5 separate regions of the Mus musculus genome follow, and all the other regions are linked to region 2. A link is a contact called in public HiChIP or PLAC-seq, Micro-C and promoter capture Hi-C data. All regions are on one chromosome and are shown on one strand. The core of a region is the stretch at or near the end of the contact, and the rest is flanking DNA. Distances in the headings are between cores, read along the strand shown.

What was found. Promoter capture Hi-C pulls out the DNA fragments that hold promoters and counts their contacts. A called contact is a pair of places that touch in the nucleus more often than the background predicts. HiChIP or PLAC-seq counts read pairs in DNA pulled down with a chosen protein or histone mark.
Region 1: a contact with region 2 is called in an H3K4me3 HiChIP or PLAC-seq map of embryonic stem cells, with 7 times the contacts expected there. The contact joins the enhancer-like site here to the promoter of Hnrnpll in region 2. A contact is called at or near these places in 7 of 39 promoter capture datasets (the 3T3-L1 cell line, 3T3-L1-derived adipocytes, the C10 cell line and 3 more), 1 of 15 datasets of contacts at CTCF or cohesin (the NIH/3T3 cell line) and 6 of 115 datasets of contacts at active chromatin or transcription factors (the NIH/3T3 cell line, the SCID.adh cell line, craniofacial prominence and 3 more).
Region 3: a contact with region 2 is called in an H3K27ac HiChIP or PLAC-seq map of stem cell-derived neural progenitor cells. The contact joins the enhancer-like site here to the promoter of Hnrnpll in region 2. A contact is called at or near these places in 1 of 39 promoter capture datasets (the C10 cell line) and 5 of 115 datasets of contacts at active chromatin or transcription factors (the SCID.adh cell line, embryonic stem cells and stem cell-derived neural progenitor cells).
Region 4: a contact with region 2 is called in a promoter capture Hi-C map of 3T3-L1-derived adipocytes, with 4 times the contacts expected there. The contact joins the enhancer-like site here to the promoter of Hnrnpll in region 2. A contact is called at or near these places in 6 of 39 promoter capture datasets (the 3T3-L1 cell line, 3T3-L1-derived adipocytes, the C10 cell line and 2 more), 1 of 15 datasets of contacts at CTCF or cohesin (the NIH/3T3 cell line) and 6 of 115 datasets of contacts at active chromatin or transcription factors (T-cell acute lymphoblastic leukemia, embryonic limb bud and embryonic stem cells).
Region 5: a contact with region 2 is called in a Micro-C map of embryonic stem cells, with 5 times the contacts expected there. The contact joins the promoter of Rmdn2 here to the promoter of Hnrnpll in region 2. A contact is called at or near these places in 2 of 39 promoter capture datasets (the 3T3-L1 cell line and the C10 cell line), 2 of 484 Hi-C or Micro-C datasets (both in embryonic stem cells) and 1 of 115 datasets of contacts at active chromatin or transcription factors (pancreatic cancer cells).

What each region holds. Positions count from the first base shown.
Region 1 is chr17:79,652,927-79,655,652 of GRCm38.p6, forward strand. All of the region lies in intron 4 of Rmdn2 (regulator of microtubule dynamics 2), which reads left to right. Gm33006 (a long non-coding RNA gene) reads right to left here. Exons shown (of 4, transcript XR_876982.2): 2 at 2,634-2,726; 3 at 1-70. Among named protein-coding and RNA genes, the nearest start is that of Gm33006, 14 kb to the right of the region's middle. Within about 2 kb of position 1,410, at least 10 of the 459 cell types and tissues checked have an H3K27ac peak or open chromatin away from gene starts, as enhancers often do. A contact at or near this core is called in embryonic stem cells and epiblast stem cells, where this site is marked.
Region 2 is chr17:80,060,744-80,063,633 of GRCm38.p6, forward strand. Hnrnpll (heterogeneous nuclear ribonucleoprotein L-like) reads right to left here and starts at 1,525. Exons shown (of 13, transcript NM_144802.4): 1 at 914-1,525. The coding sequence starts at 1,249. It overlaps 4933407O12Rik, which reads left to right and starts at 1,479. Exons shown (of 2, transcript XM_006525248.3): 1 at 1,479-1,829; 2 at 1,930-2,719. The coding sequence starts at 1,497. The coding sequence ends at 2,055.
Region 3 is chr17:80,346,374-80,349,099 of GRCm38.p6, forward strand. Arhgef33 (Rho guanine nucleotide exchange factor (GEF) 33) reads left to right here. Exons shown (of 18, transcript NM_001145452.1): 4 at 748-912; 5 at 1,235-1,356. Among named protein-coding and RNA genes, the nearest start is that of Gm10190, 26 kb to the right of the region's middle. Within about 2 kb of position 1,263, at least 23 of the 459 cell types and tissues checked have an H3K27ac peak or open chromatin away from gene starts, as enhancers often do.
Region 4 is chr17:79,694,395-79,697,176 of GRCm38.p6, forward strand. No RefSeq gene overlaps it. Among named protein-coding and RNA genes, the nearest start is that of Cyp1b1, 19 kb to the right of the region's middle. Within about 2 kb of position 1,352, at least 37 of the 459 cell types and tissues checked have an H3K27ac peak or open chromatin away from gene starts, as enhancers often do. A contact at or near this core is called in 3T3-L1-derived adipocytes and the NIH/3T3 cell line, where this site is marked.
Region 5 is chr17:79,613,932-79,616,631 of GRCm38.p6, forward strand. Rmdn2 (regulator of microtubule dynamics 2) reads left to right here and starts at 1,286. Exons shown (of 11, transcript NM_001368314.1): 1 at 1,286-1,437.

The sequences.
Region 1 (2,726 bases), core at 160-2,659, 410 kb before region 2:
CCAAGAGCACAAAATACAGGAGGGAAGCCTCTGAGTTTGTTGGGAAGGTGATGCATTTCTATAATAATATCTAAAGGGACAAATAGAAATGGGGAGTTGTTTTCAGACTACAGGGTGTTAAGTTTGTATAAAGAAAATGAGGAGTCGATAGCAGGAGCTAGAGGTTCATGTAGGGAAATCTTCTTATGGAGATAACAGTTCCCACAGGTAAAATTCTCTAGACTCTGTTTTTAAATTGAACGAGAGCTCAAGTGAGATGTTCTTCCAGCTTTAAGTATTAACCTGATGAAACTTAGAGTTGTCTGAGAAGGGATCTCAGCAGAGGGATTTACTAGATCAGATTTGTGAGCATGACTGTGGGGATTGTCCTGGTTGATAATTGATGTAAGAGGGCCCAGCCCACTGTGGGTGGGACCAATCCCTGGGCAGATAGTTCCAGACTGAAGAAGAAAGGTAGATAAGCATGGACCTGCAAACAAGCCGTCAGGTGGCATTCCTCCATGGTTTGGTTTCTGCTGCTCTTCCTTGGCTGTGGGTAAGTTCTTTGTTTAGAAGGAGTGTGTGGAATGGCAAACAGGCTTGCACCTGAGTCCCTGCTTGAGTTTCTGCTGTGACTTTCCCCAATGACAGTCTATGATGAGTCCTCCTCAGTCCCTTTTGGTCATGGTTATTTGTCACAGTGACAGAATGAAGCTGGAACATGAGTTGATATATGAGACAGAGAAATAGGAAAACAGGATGGAGATCTAGCGGCCAGAGTGCCGCATGGGGTTAAAATGAGATTTATCCTTAAGAAGAAAATTTACCATGTCACAAGAAGAAGAGGGCACCATTTTCATTCATACAGAAGGAATGTATTCAAATACTGAAGTAAAGCAAAAAGGATCACTTTTAATTGTACACTTAAGAAATTACCTCACCATGTTAGTGTTCTGGGAACAGTGCTAAAATGAAGTGTGGCAAGAAAGGGTGAGGAGAGGTGCAAGAAGGGACCCGTGAGTGTGACAGTGCCACACTAGAGAAATGACTGTATAAAGGACCAATGACTAACCATCATAGTTCAGTTCTCCAGTAAGTATTATTTGGGGGCTTCTACCTCACCTTAGATCATTTAGTTCCCAAATTAAAACACACACACACACACAAAATCTTTATATTTATAATAAGCCTTTAAGCATTAGAGCTGGGCATCTATCAACCCCTTATGCTAGTTTGTTTACTTCTCTGTCAGTAACCTCAAGATTTCACTTGCCATGTCCCACCTTTGCTGCTCCTGCTCCAACAGGCCATGCACTCTTGACTCACCTGCCCCATGGCGCCTTCCTCCTTCCTCCTCTTCACCCTCTCCTCTGGTCTCTCCTCAGACCCCAATCCCAGGAACTGAAGCCCCACCCACCTCTCCTGCCCAGCTATAGGCGTCTTTATCAACTAATGGTTTTAAATTAACAAGCAAGGTTTGCAATACAAAAGGTTGCATACCTGAGAATTCAGTCATCTTGAGGCAGCTAGACCTTGGGATTCAGAATTTAGCATTACAATACATAGCAACTCACCAAACCTCCGCATTTCCCCCTTTTGTCTAAATAACAATAAACAACTTAGAGTGGAACAATTATAAAACAATAATGACAATTATTAGGAAAGAGTTAAATTTAAAAGCCTATCTGTTTATATTTGGCAATTTAGATTCTATCATCTGTCCTATCTTGGTGAGTTTAGAGTTTTAGATCTAAATCATTTTCTATCCTAATTTGTATTAACATCCTAAAATCATCTTCTTAGACTTGGTACATCTTTTTTTTTTTTTTTTTTTTTTTAAGGAGGAGAATCTAAATATTCTTTTTTTTATTACATATTTTCCTCAATTACATTTCCAATGCTATCCCAAAAGTCCCCCATACCCTCCCCCCCCCATTTCCCTACCCACTCATTCCCATTTTTTTTTGGCCCTGGCATTCCCCTGTACTGGGGCATATACAGTTTGAGTGACCAATGGGCCTCTCTTTCCAGTGATGGCAGACTAGGCCATCTTTTGATACATATGCAGCTAGAGACAAGAGCTCCAGGGTACTGGTTAGTTCATAATGTTGTTCCACCTATAGGGTTGCAGATCCCTTTAGCTCCTTGGGTACTTTCTCTAGCTCCTCCATTGGGAGCCCTGTGATCCATCCAATAGCTGACTGTGAGCATCCACTTCTGTGTTTGCTAGGCCCCAGCATAGTCTCGCAAGAGACAGCTACATCTGGGTCCTTTCAATAAAATCTTGCTAGTGTGTGCAATGGTGTCCGCGTTTGGAAGCTGATTATGGGGTGGATCCCTGGATATGGCAGTCTCTAGATGGTCCATCCTTTCGTCTCAGCTCCAGGTACATCTTCTTAAATCCTAAACATCTTAAACTTATGTTAAGACTATGACTATCTAGTCTCCAACCCCATCAGAGACCTGAGAAGGAATAAATATTACTTTAGTATGTAGGAAGTGCAGGGTCACAGCTTCCAAAAATTATAGAAATGACAGAGCCTGTTGACTGCCTGGACAGTCCCCAATATTTTCTAAAACATTGGAGCATCGTCTTCAGCCTTCTGGCCCAGAAAATCTGACAGGCCTTTTGTGAAACAGGAATTATGATGGACCTGTTTATCCTGTCTTAGAAGAGCTTGGCAGTTGAGTTCCTTGTGTCTGTCCTTCTTGGGCAGCATTCTGCCTGCAGATGAACTCAGGCAATT
Region 2 (2,890 bases), core at 275-2,774:
ATCTCAAATGTATTAAGTGTTTAAATAATATCTTAAGTCGTCAAGACCGTTTAAAGGCCCCCAAAAGAGTCAAAACCGTTCGGATTGGTTTGTTTCCTTAAAGTCTCCATGGAACTGAAGTTGTGGGTTGCGCTGTCCACATTCCTCCAGCCTCCAGCTAAACGTTTCTGATAAAGGAGGACTCGAGGAATGTGTGACTGAATTCCCACAGCTCTGCATTCATTTCCTTCTGTGGGGGACAAACTTGAAGTACATTATGAATGAAGAACTCTCGTCATCTGAACGCCTTTTATTTGACAGCAGGGACAGACACACACACACACACTTAGATCACCGGCCCACTCATTTCTGTAACAAGAAAACTTATCTTGGCCATTGCCTGGCCTGAATGAACCCCATGCCCACAAAGCCTTTTCTATAGAAAGATATTAAACTAGCGAGGGCTAAACTACGGGGAGAGCACGAGGGCGCAATTTGTCATTGCATCGCGGTTCCCACGGAGACGAGGCCACGAGAGCCTTCCCGTTATGGTTGCCCAGCGTGAGGATGATGCGGGTCGGGGAGGCCGGGTCCCCAGCACAGCCTCGGAGCCGGAGTTGCTCAACTAACAAAGAGCGGATCCCGCCGAGGGCGCGCGGCGCAGCCTCCCGGAGCGGAAGCGACACCCGCCCGCCCCCGCCGCCCCCACCCCGCTACCCTCCCCAAGTTCAGGGCCCGGACTCCGGGAGGCCCGGCACCCCAAGCCCACCCAAAGCCGGCATTCGGGATTCGGGGATCGTGGGCAATAAAGGAAAGAATCAGTCCGAGTCGCCAGCTACGCGCTCGGCGTGCACGCAGCGGCAAAGGCGGCCAGGCCGAACCCCCGCCGCCGGGCCCTGCTGGAGGGACGCGGCGCGGCGCCGCGCTTTGTTACCGTGGACAGGGGCATGCTCCGAGGGCCACCGCCGCTGCCACCTTCGTCGCCGCCGCTCCCTCCCTCATCGCCGTCGCCTTCGTCGCCTTCTTCTCCACCTTCGCCTTCCTCGCCGTCGCCGCCGCCGCCGCTGCCTCCGTCTCCGTCGCCTCCGTCGCCGCCGCCGCTGTCGCTATCGCTCCCCGCCTGAGGCGTCGCTTCCTGGCGATTCTCGCTCTCCTCGGCCGAGTAGACGATCTCTCCCTCCTCGGTCTTGAGGCGCTTGGCCTGGCTCTCGAACTCCCGGTCCTCCTCGTACGTCTCCTCCTTGGGGGAGGAGGAGGAGGAGGAGGACATGGCGGCGGCGGTGGAGACGGCGCGGGAGACGGGCCTCAGATGTCGCTGATCGGTCCCCGCCGCGGGCTGCGCCTCCTCGGCGCGGGTCTGAGCTGGCCCGGCGTCCTCCGCGGCGCGCTCCAGGAGCCCGTGACTGAGAAGGGAGCGCGGGCTGAGGGGACGCTTCCCTTTATCTCTCAGCCAGCCTCCAGCCTCTCCCTCCGCCAGCTTCGCGGCTCCCAGCCCCGGGGGGGACGCGAAAGTAAGGATGGGGCCGGGCCGTGGCTTCCGGTCTTCCCTCCTCCCTGATCCGCTCCCCGCCGCTCAGGCGGAGCCTCCACCCCGCCTTGACTGCCGCCGGGCGGGATGGGATCCAGGGCCCGAGAGTTTCCGCCCCCTTGCCGAACTTCCGCCTCCTATTGGAAGAGCGAAAGTCGATCTGGCTTCCAATTGGCTGGAAGAACTGCTCGTCAGAATCCCAGCCTGGACTCTCGCTGGGCTCCGGTCGGGACCGTGCAACGCCCGCTGCGCGCGGTTCCGCAGCGGTTGCAGCCCCGTGGCGGTTAGCGCTGTTAGGCCCTGGCCGCCGCTGAGATACCGGGTGAATGTGAGGAGCCGGCGATGCGTTCGGCAGAGTCGGGGCTGTGGGTGTTAACCGCCTTCCCGCTAATTTGAATGCTTTTCTTCTTCATTTTAAAAAGATGAGGGAGACCTGGAGAATCTTTAAAAAGATGAGGGAAACCTGGAGAATCTCCGCGCACCTAACCACACACAGCCCCCGAAAGCGCGTGGACTCTGCGCCACTAACTAAACAGAACAACCGTTAGCTGTTACTGACTGTGGCGAGCCAGCGAGATGATGCACACAGGTCTGCGCAGGGCATAGGTGACCTGCAAACCGGACCTATTGCTGCAGACATACCTATCCAAGTCCCTGCTGCAGTTACATATTCTCAACCTTCCTCTAAAACCCCTATTCTCACTGTTCTGAATGATCGTCTTCATTTTCCAAAATAGGAAACTCTCACAATCCTGTTCGTTTCCAGCCCACAACTCACTTCCTCTGTGAAGCCTAAAGACTGTTTTAAGGTTTTTAGCTGTTTCTATTTGCAAAAGGCCTTTGAATAACTAAAGGTGTTGTTTTAAAACAAAACAAAACTGGACGTGCTTAAGGGCAGGTACTGTGTTCATTTTTATAATCTAGTTCCAGTACAGTTCACCCCAACCCAATCCACCCCCGAATGGATTTCAGTGACCAACTTACTGGGTTGAAATTATGGTGTCTAGCTAGCAAGAAACCCACCGCGCCCTAAGTGCCCTGTTACTTTAAGCCTTGGAAAACTAAGATTCGTTCTGCGCACTTGTTTTGAACCTCTTCCTTTCCCAGTTGTGGGTTGTTCCCTCCTCTAGCCTGTTTTTTTTCCCCCAAAGGCATTTCTTCCCCCAGAAAGATGTGTGATCGTTCTTTTAACATATGTTGCTTTCTCCTTTATACTTTGCGTCGCTTGTCATTTTAGAATCCTAAGGAATCTAAGCGTTTCTGCAAACTGTACCACTGTGTGTGAGAGAGAGAGAGAGGCCGCTTGCAGAACTGAAAATTAGAAATATGTCTTTAAAATTAAGATAAGACTGACGTGTACCGAAGAAATATCAAAGAAGGAAT
Region 3 (2,726 bases), core at 13-2,512, 290 kb after region 2:
CGTTTGAGGGTCAGAAGGTGTTGACTCCCCTGGGGCTGGCATTACAGGTGATGTGAGCCGCTTGGCTTGGGTGCTAGGAACTGAACTGGAGTCCCCTGGAAGAGCTTCCAGTGCTCTTAACCGCTAGGCCAGCTCTTCAGCCCCCCCTCTTATTTTTATTTTTCACTTCTTTAGGGGAAAAGTACAGAATTTCTTTATATTCTGATGATAATTAGAGACTGGCTCGTCACTTCTCTCACAGAATTCAAGTGCTGGATCAGAACTGTCTTCATTTACATGCTTTAGTTTCCTAGTAAGCCGGGCTCTCTCTCTCTCTCTCTCTCTCTCTCTCTCTCTCTCTCTCTTTCTCTCTCTGTCTGGGGACTCTCTGTAGACCAGGCTGGCCTTGAAGTCGGAGATTCTGCCTTTGTCTTAAGCTGGATTAATGGTATGGGTCATCACCTCCTGGTTTCAGCCTCAGTCTTGTGTCAAGGGCTCTTTAGTAACGGCAGCATGCACGAGGACCTGAACAAACCGCGTGCTCTATTGTTGCTGGTCAAGCTTCAGTGCACACAGCAGAGGTGACCTCTGCCCTGGACGAATAGGGGCAGAGTCATCTAAAAGATTCCAGATTTGGGTAAACAAAGCCCACGAGAGTTTTCAAGAGCTTGTGTTCTCAGAAAAGGAAGAGGTCGGGGGGGGGGGGGTCACTGGTGCCTCTTATAAAAACTTAGAGCGAGCCAAGTTCACTCTTCCCAAACTGTTCAGCTGCAGGCCCTGGCCTCGGAACTGAAAACGGGCTTCACAGAAGCAATGCAGGAGCTGACACGGATCCAACATGGAGAATACGCTTTGGAAGAGAAGGTCAAGAGCTGCCGATGTTCAATGGAAGAGAAAGTCACGGAGATGAAGAATTCATTAAACTACTTCAAGGTGGGAGCCTCTCTTATTTCCCTGATGAAAAGAGTATGTTGGTCCCAGTACCAGAAGCAGGAAATTTGCCTTTTCTTACAGCAGCCGAGGGTAAGAACGTTCCCTCTGAGTCATCTGTTAGTTATCACAGAACAATAGCTACTGCACGGTTTGCAGTTGCTGAGCTCTGTGTTGAAATTAGAAACCACAATGAAAGCATACTTCACCTCTCATTCCCCGTTCACTCAAAAGCATGCAGCTAGGTAAAGGCTTATGGGAGACCGGCTGTTGTGTTCTCTTACCCCATGAGCCAGTGTAAAATGCAGCAATTATTGCATTGTAGGAAGAGCTGAGCAATGCAATGTCCATGATTCAGGCCATCACTTCCAAGCAAGAAGAAATGCAGCAGAAAATCGAACAGCTGCAGCAGGAGAAGAGAAGAGAATCTCGAAAGGTCAAAGCCAAGTGAGTATCTTAAAAAAGATCCATTCAGGGCAAACCCATAAGCAATGGCCCTGCCACAGAAGCCCTGAGAAAACTTCCAGCTATTCGCACATAAGGAGTGGGCTCCTGAGCAGCACAGAGCGGCCTGGGCTGGAAGGGATGAAGCCATATAGTCCTGGTTAATACTGGGGCTGGAGAAATGGCTTGATAGTCAAGAACACTGGCTGCTTTTGCAGAGGACCAGAGTTTAGTTCCCAGAACCTCATCAGGCAGTTCACAGACGCCTTCGACTCCAGCTCCAGGGGATCCAACACCCTTCTCTGGCCTCTGTAGGTGAATGGGTATGTGTAGACACACACACACACACACACACACACACACGCACACACACACACGCAAACAACAACAAAACAAAACAAACAAAAATCCCAAAACACTCACCACAAATCTGTAAAAGCAACAGAGCTTGGATCTTTAGCCCACGTAGCTGTCACGATGTAAGCCAGCCTGTGAACTAGTCGTATTGGTGAGCTTTGGGTTTGATTGAAAGACCCTGCCTCGATGGCATGAGTAGAAAGTAATGGAGGATAACTTACAACCTCAACTCCAGGCCTCCACATGCATGAACACGTATCTACATATATGTGTTCACATGTATGCAAACATACAAACACATATGCAGATGGAAAAAATGGTTAGTATAAAAATGGATGGTAGCATTTCATGGGAAAATATATTTAACATGATATGACATGAAATCAAAATGATATGCAATGTGTACATAGCTTGATTTTCGATGTAAAGACATGTAAATTGATAACTAGAAAGAGAGGGATTGTTGTTTTAAGGATTGCGACAGCAGTGATTTTCCTTTGTTTTAAAACTTCCGATAGGTTCTCCAGTGTTGCTGTTATTTACTTGGGTAGTTGAAAAAAAAGTTAGTCAGTGCTTCTGACAGGCAGAAACAAGTCAGTGTGCCCAATAAATAGTTGGGTAGAAACAAGTCAGTGTGCCCAATAAATAGTTGGGCAGAAACAAGTCAGTGTGCCCAATAAATAGTTGCCGTCTTCATTGGTATGTTATGGGGATCATAGTTGTCTGAGCCTGGGAAACAGCTTATGGTTACATTGTTTGGGCGAAATGCTTCCGGTTCTTGGTGTTCTGCGATTGAGCTGTTAAGGGTGTGTAAATCACCCCAAGCAAATATTCAACCCTGCAAACGTTACAGACCCTGGTAAGAGCCGGGCATGGTGGCCAGGCCTTTAATCCTAGCAGTTGGCAGAGGCAGGAGGCTCTATGTGGTGGGGTCTATACTAAAAGCCTGGGGGGCTAGCCAGGGCTACATAGTGAGACCTAGTGTCCCAAACGAAAATCAAAACAAAATCAAAGAT
Region 4 (2,782 bases), core at 102-2,601, 370 kb before region 2:
CTAAAACACAGAGATTTACATCATTATTCATACCAGTAGAAAAATTACAGTTATGAAGTATCACCAAAAATAATTTTATGGTTGGAGGGTAGGTCACCAAATGTGAGTGATTGTATTTAAGGGTTGTAGTGTTGGGAAGGTTGAGAGCTGCTGCATTAGCGGGTCTGGTAACACCAGAGGAAACAAATTCTTAGGTTCCTGCTAGGGAAAATAGGGACGGGGTGAGCAGTACTGAGCTGGCTGGCAATCACAGGGTTCTCTGCTGAAGTCTACTGAGATAAGCAGCCCACTGAGAATGGTACTGAACTGACGGGTTCAAGGATAACCAAGCCTGCCTAGGGTTTGTCTATTTTGGGCTGGGGAGTAAGGATCAAGAGCATAGAACATAAGAACAAGTCTCCTTTATCACTAGAGTACATCGATCTAGAAATATGGGCTTTCGGGGAAAGGCAGCATGGTATAGAAGAGAAAGAAGCACATTACATTGGAGCCTGATTCAAATCCAGACCTCGTACGTGATGCCTGCACGAACTTGGATAGGAGACTTGTAAGCTCTCTAAACAAGGGGATCCAAACCTCCACCATGAATGATTTTGTTAAAGGGATAAGTAGATGTGCATAGCATAATTGGCACCTTGAAATGGGTTAGATCTTCCCAGCGTTTCTCCCAGGGGGACACACATTCCTCTGGTTCCCTATACCATCCACAGATGCCCCCCCACACTTGCTTTCTATGTCCACACCCCTGATTCCCTGCTCAAGTGACTCACAAATAAGAACTTAGCAAAACACATTGACTGTTCCCCCAGATCTTGCTTGTTTAATAGATGTCTTCAGAAACAGTCAGCAACGGGCTCCCTGCCCAGTGTCTCAGAAGGGCTTGGTAACACCACAGGGCCCCCATGCAAGGCTCAGGAGAGGAGCCCTCTGCTCAGTCTCACACACCAACACTCAGTAACGGGCTCCCTGCCCAGGATCTCAGAAGGGCTTGGTAACACTACAGGGCTTCATGCAAGGCTCAGGAAAAGAGCTGCCCATCAACTCTCTCTCACCGATGCCCAGGGAACGGGCTGCACACTCCCTAGCTGGTAAGTTGATATCAGTTTATCACAGAGTCTCAGAACACTTTTTAGTGTGAACTCTCAGCTTCCCATCAGCTATGAGGAACTCCCAATAGTACTTTGTACACTCTGGCTCTTCTAATCCCCATGGGCTATGATCCCATTGTCTAGATGATTAAAAACAAATTGAGGTTAGACAAGTCACGCTAACTGCCAGAGCTAGAGACCACCAACGCCAAGAGTCGTGAGCTGATAATTTGGCATGAGCTGGTGAGAGAAAACTGTGGAGATGAGTGTGCAGTGCTTGGCAGAGTCTGTAGGCCTGGCAGGACCTGTGGAACCTGGCATTCGCTCTCTTTACTCACAGGCCTGGCCCTCAGGACCCTCGTCAGTACCCGCCTTCCCAATTTTCAACAACACTTAAGTCTCCTCATTTCTCCCTTCCCTTTCTCCCATTCTTTGTCCATCTAGACTTTGGAAGCCTCCATTTTAGCCCACAGAAATCTGAAGCCTGGACAGGGACTTTCCACTGGCTGGCCTCTGCCTTGGACATAGGAGCTCTTGGAGGAGGCCAACCCAGGGTCTCCGAGACACAAGGGCTCCAGCCCAGAGCAGATTCTGCTCAGTGTGATTTTTCCTGTGTACAACACTTGGACTTTGCTCTCTTTAGGGTGTTTTTGGGTTTTCCCAACAATCTAATAAGCTGAGTGTTGCTGATTTAGTTATCTTTGTGTTTAGGGGAGAGGGCCAAAGGGAAACTTGATATTCGTTGTGGAGTGAGATCTTTTCTGGGTAACTCTGAAATGTCTCCTATATGGTTCATGGCTGGTTACCTCTGTCTTCATCCCAACCGTTGGAGTTGGCTGTGCCTTTTAGCAAGTACCTCAGCATTTGGGACCAGGTTGTGTTCTTTTATCTTCTGAGGTAGACAATAGCCACATGGGAAACAGCTCTCCAGTGCTTTGCATCCAAAGCATCCAGAATAAAATCTGCCACAGAGCAGGCACCAGGGAATCGGCCTAGAAAGTGGGCTGATTATAAAAAGCATGTATCACAAACATGGGCTTGGAACTGGCAGATGCTGGTGATGGGGAGGGGCAGAGATGCCTTGGTCTAGTCAGACTTGATCATAGACTCCCCGGCTGGGGGCCACAGTGTTACCTCTTAGCACCGCAGAACAATGATACCCCAATAGGGTTTCCTCCACTTGCTCATAGCAAAATATTTTACATGATGACTCTCCTTTAGAGTTTTGTTTTGGGGGGCTTTGGGTTTTGGTTCTGTTGTTTTGTTTTGTTTTGTTTCATTTTGTTTTAGCTATCGTTCTCTTGATTATCCTGTAGGCTGAGCCTATATTGTATAGTTTTCTTTTATAATTTTTAAATTGTATAATTTTTTTACCTGGAGTGTGGCCTCTCTTGGTGAATGTTCCATGTGGAAAGTGTACTGTGCTGTATTGTGTAGAGTGGCCCACAAACGTCAACTAGACCCAGAGCATTGCTAGAACAGCTGTGCTCTTCTGTATCAACACTGAGTCTCTAATTGCTTTATCTATCTGTTACTAAAAGTGGGGATATATATATGTATGTATGTATATATATATATATATATATATATAGAGAGAGAGAGAGAGAGAGAGAGAGAGAGAACACAGGTGTGCACTCAAAGAGGCCAAAGACCAATGTGATGACTTGCTGGGGTTATAGATGAGTGCTTCCATG
Region 5 (2,700 bases), core at 36-2,535, 450 kb before region 2:
ACGGATGGTTGTGAGCCACCATGTGGTTGCTGGGATTTGAACTTCGGACCTTCGGAAGAGCAGTCGAGTGCTCTTACCTGCTGAGCCATCTCACCAGCCCTCGTGCATAAACTTTTAAAGCACAAATGAACCCCGAGGGACAAGGAATGTGTCCAATAGCTTCTCAAGGGAAAGAGATCAAGGTTGGTGGATTTACCAAGACTAGTATAACCCAGTATGAAAGGAACACCATGTAAGAAGAGATGCCGGGTGGTTTGTTTACAGAGGAGAATGACTAGAGACCGGTCCTGTGAGGGTGTGCTGGGCCATGTCTCCAGCTCCAGCATGCTGTGCTTTTAGTAAAATGGCAGAAGCTAGGTTGTAATAAACTTGATTTCACACTAGGAAGTAAAAATTCTATAATGTGAAATTGTTTTCTTCAATTTCCTTCAGTAAAGAATAGTATATTGTACAATCAATCAACCCTGATTCTTTTTACAGCGGTTTGGTTCTTATGTTTTTGATAAACAGGGGTGCATCCATTTTTAATTCTATTCAGTTCATTGATGGGAACTTTAGTAATTAAGACTGTTCTCAGCCGGGCAGTGGTGACGCACGCCTTTAGTCCCAGCACTTGGGAGGCAGAGGCAGGCGGATTTCTGAGTTCCAGGCCAGCCTTGTCTACAGAGTGAGTTCCAGGACAACCAGGGCTATATAGAGAAACCCTATATTGACCCTCCCCCCAAAAGACTGTTCTCATCAAGTCAAAAGTTTAAGTCAACCATGCTCCAAGTGAGAGCTTTACAGAGGGGCATTTAAGCAGTTTTTTAAAAGTTTGACAGAATTATCATTACACAATCTGCAGAGCGTGATGCTGTGCAAACCTTCAACACCAGCCACCTGAATCCAAGAAGACTGGTTTTGAACTGAAAGCAACTCAAAACAGCAGGGGACAAAGAGGCTGGGAATTTGGTTCATAGAACATCAAAGTGAGTTGAAGTCAGGAAAACCAGATGATGGTGCAAGAAGTCTGCGTTTGACTGAAGGAAGGTTAAAAGTTGTGCCGTGGGGGTGGAGGTGAGCTAAGGGCGGGGAGGCCTTGGAAGCCATCGGTGGCAGGGATGGCCCAGTGGATGCGCCGGGTGGAGGGGGGCAGTTGCCTCCGAGGCGGCCTGCGGGGCGCTCTGCGGGGCTCAGCTTTCCGGGTCGAGAGAAGCAGGCCCGGAGCCCGGGGCTGAGCAGTGCTGGCGGCCGGAGGAGGCGGGAGCCCCGGGCCGCTAGCGGCTCCTCCCCCGGCGCCTCCGTTATCTGGGTCAGACACGAAGGCCACCACGCAGGACCTTGGGACCCGCAGGCTGCACAGGGTTCCACTCGGCCATCCTCTCCTGGCTCGCCCGCTCGCCCGCGGGTCCCGGTTCCCTGGCTCCAGCCCCAGAGAAGCCTGCGCAACGACTCCGGGTGCGTACCTAGCCAGGGAAGGGGTACCTGGGCGGGCTGGGCTCGGCAGCCCGGGTCCGACGGGCGGTGGGGCGTGTGGAAGAAGGCGGCGGCACTTCCGGCGGCTGCTCCACTTCCGGGTCGCGGCCTGCCGCCTGGTGACCTGGGGCTGCGGGCACTCCTGGCACCATCCTAGAGGAGCCTGCGCCCTGGAGAGGTGGCTTCCTGACCCCCGAGCCCAGGCGACCACCGGAGGCGGGCACCGCGCCTCTGCTCCTGCCTCAGGCTCGCGCCAACCTTGTTCTCTTTGCGTGCCCCCCAACTAAAAAAGAAAAAAATTTTGATTGTCTGCCCTTTTTTATACAAACATGGAAACTAGACTAACAGCACTACTACTAACATTTGCAAATAAGTTGAATACTAAAAGGCTCCAAATTTAAATTATAGATGAGGAAATGCATGAAAGTCTGATGGAGTGTTAGAATTCAATGGTAAAGTACTTGCATCGCTGAATACATGATAGCCCCAAGAACTCCGTCCGAATGTTGCCTTCCGAAGCTTGAAACTTAAAGCTGATTTGTAAGGCATGTTGCTTGACCCTCTTGGTCGTTTTCGTTCCTCTTGTTTATGGGTTCGAGCTCTTTATGCCTTCCCCTTATCCCAAGGACCAGCTGATGAATTCGTATGAATGTTTCTTAGGAGCTCGTTCTAAACATTCAAGTTACTTTAAGAACATTAATGTCTAGAGGTAAAACTAAGACATGAACGCAATGTTTTCTTTTAAAAGCATTGTGTGTCCTAGTTCCCTTGGAAGTCAACATTTCATTGTTTCACTAGGTGACTCGCTGCTAATAACCTTTGGTTGTGTACTGTATTAATTTTAGGTCATTTATGCAAACATAATAGCTATCCTTTTTCATCGTAAGTGATTTATAACTGGAAGTTTGTAAACTAATAATGTTTTGCTTCCAAAATGCAAACTTGCATCTTAAAATGAGTTGTAAAGTCTGCTCAATAAATTTTAGTTGCCTTATCTGTACTCAGGACAAGAGTATACTACTATAGTCAAGAGTCTAAAAACAATTTAAGTAATTTTATACAACCTTTTAAAGTACACCGTAGGCAAGCAGATTCTGATTTCCAACTTTTATAGTTTTCCTTGTTCATCCGTGTCATATTTCCGATTATTGACACAAAAGCACACTCCAAGTTACTTCTTGTTTGTGCCTTACTATTTTTATTCAGGGTTTTCAAGTCACTGACATAGAAGCACATAGAAGCATA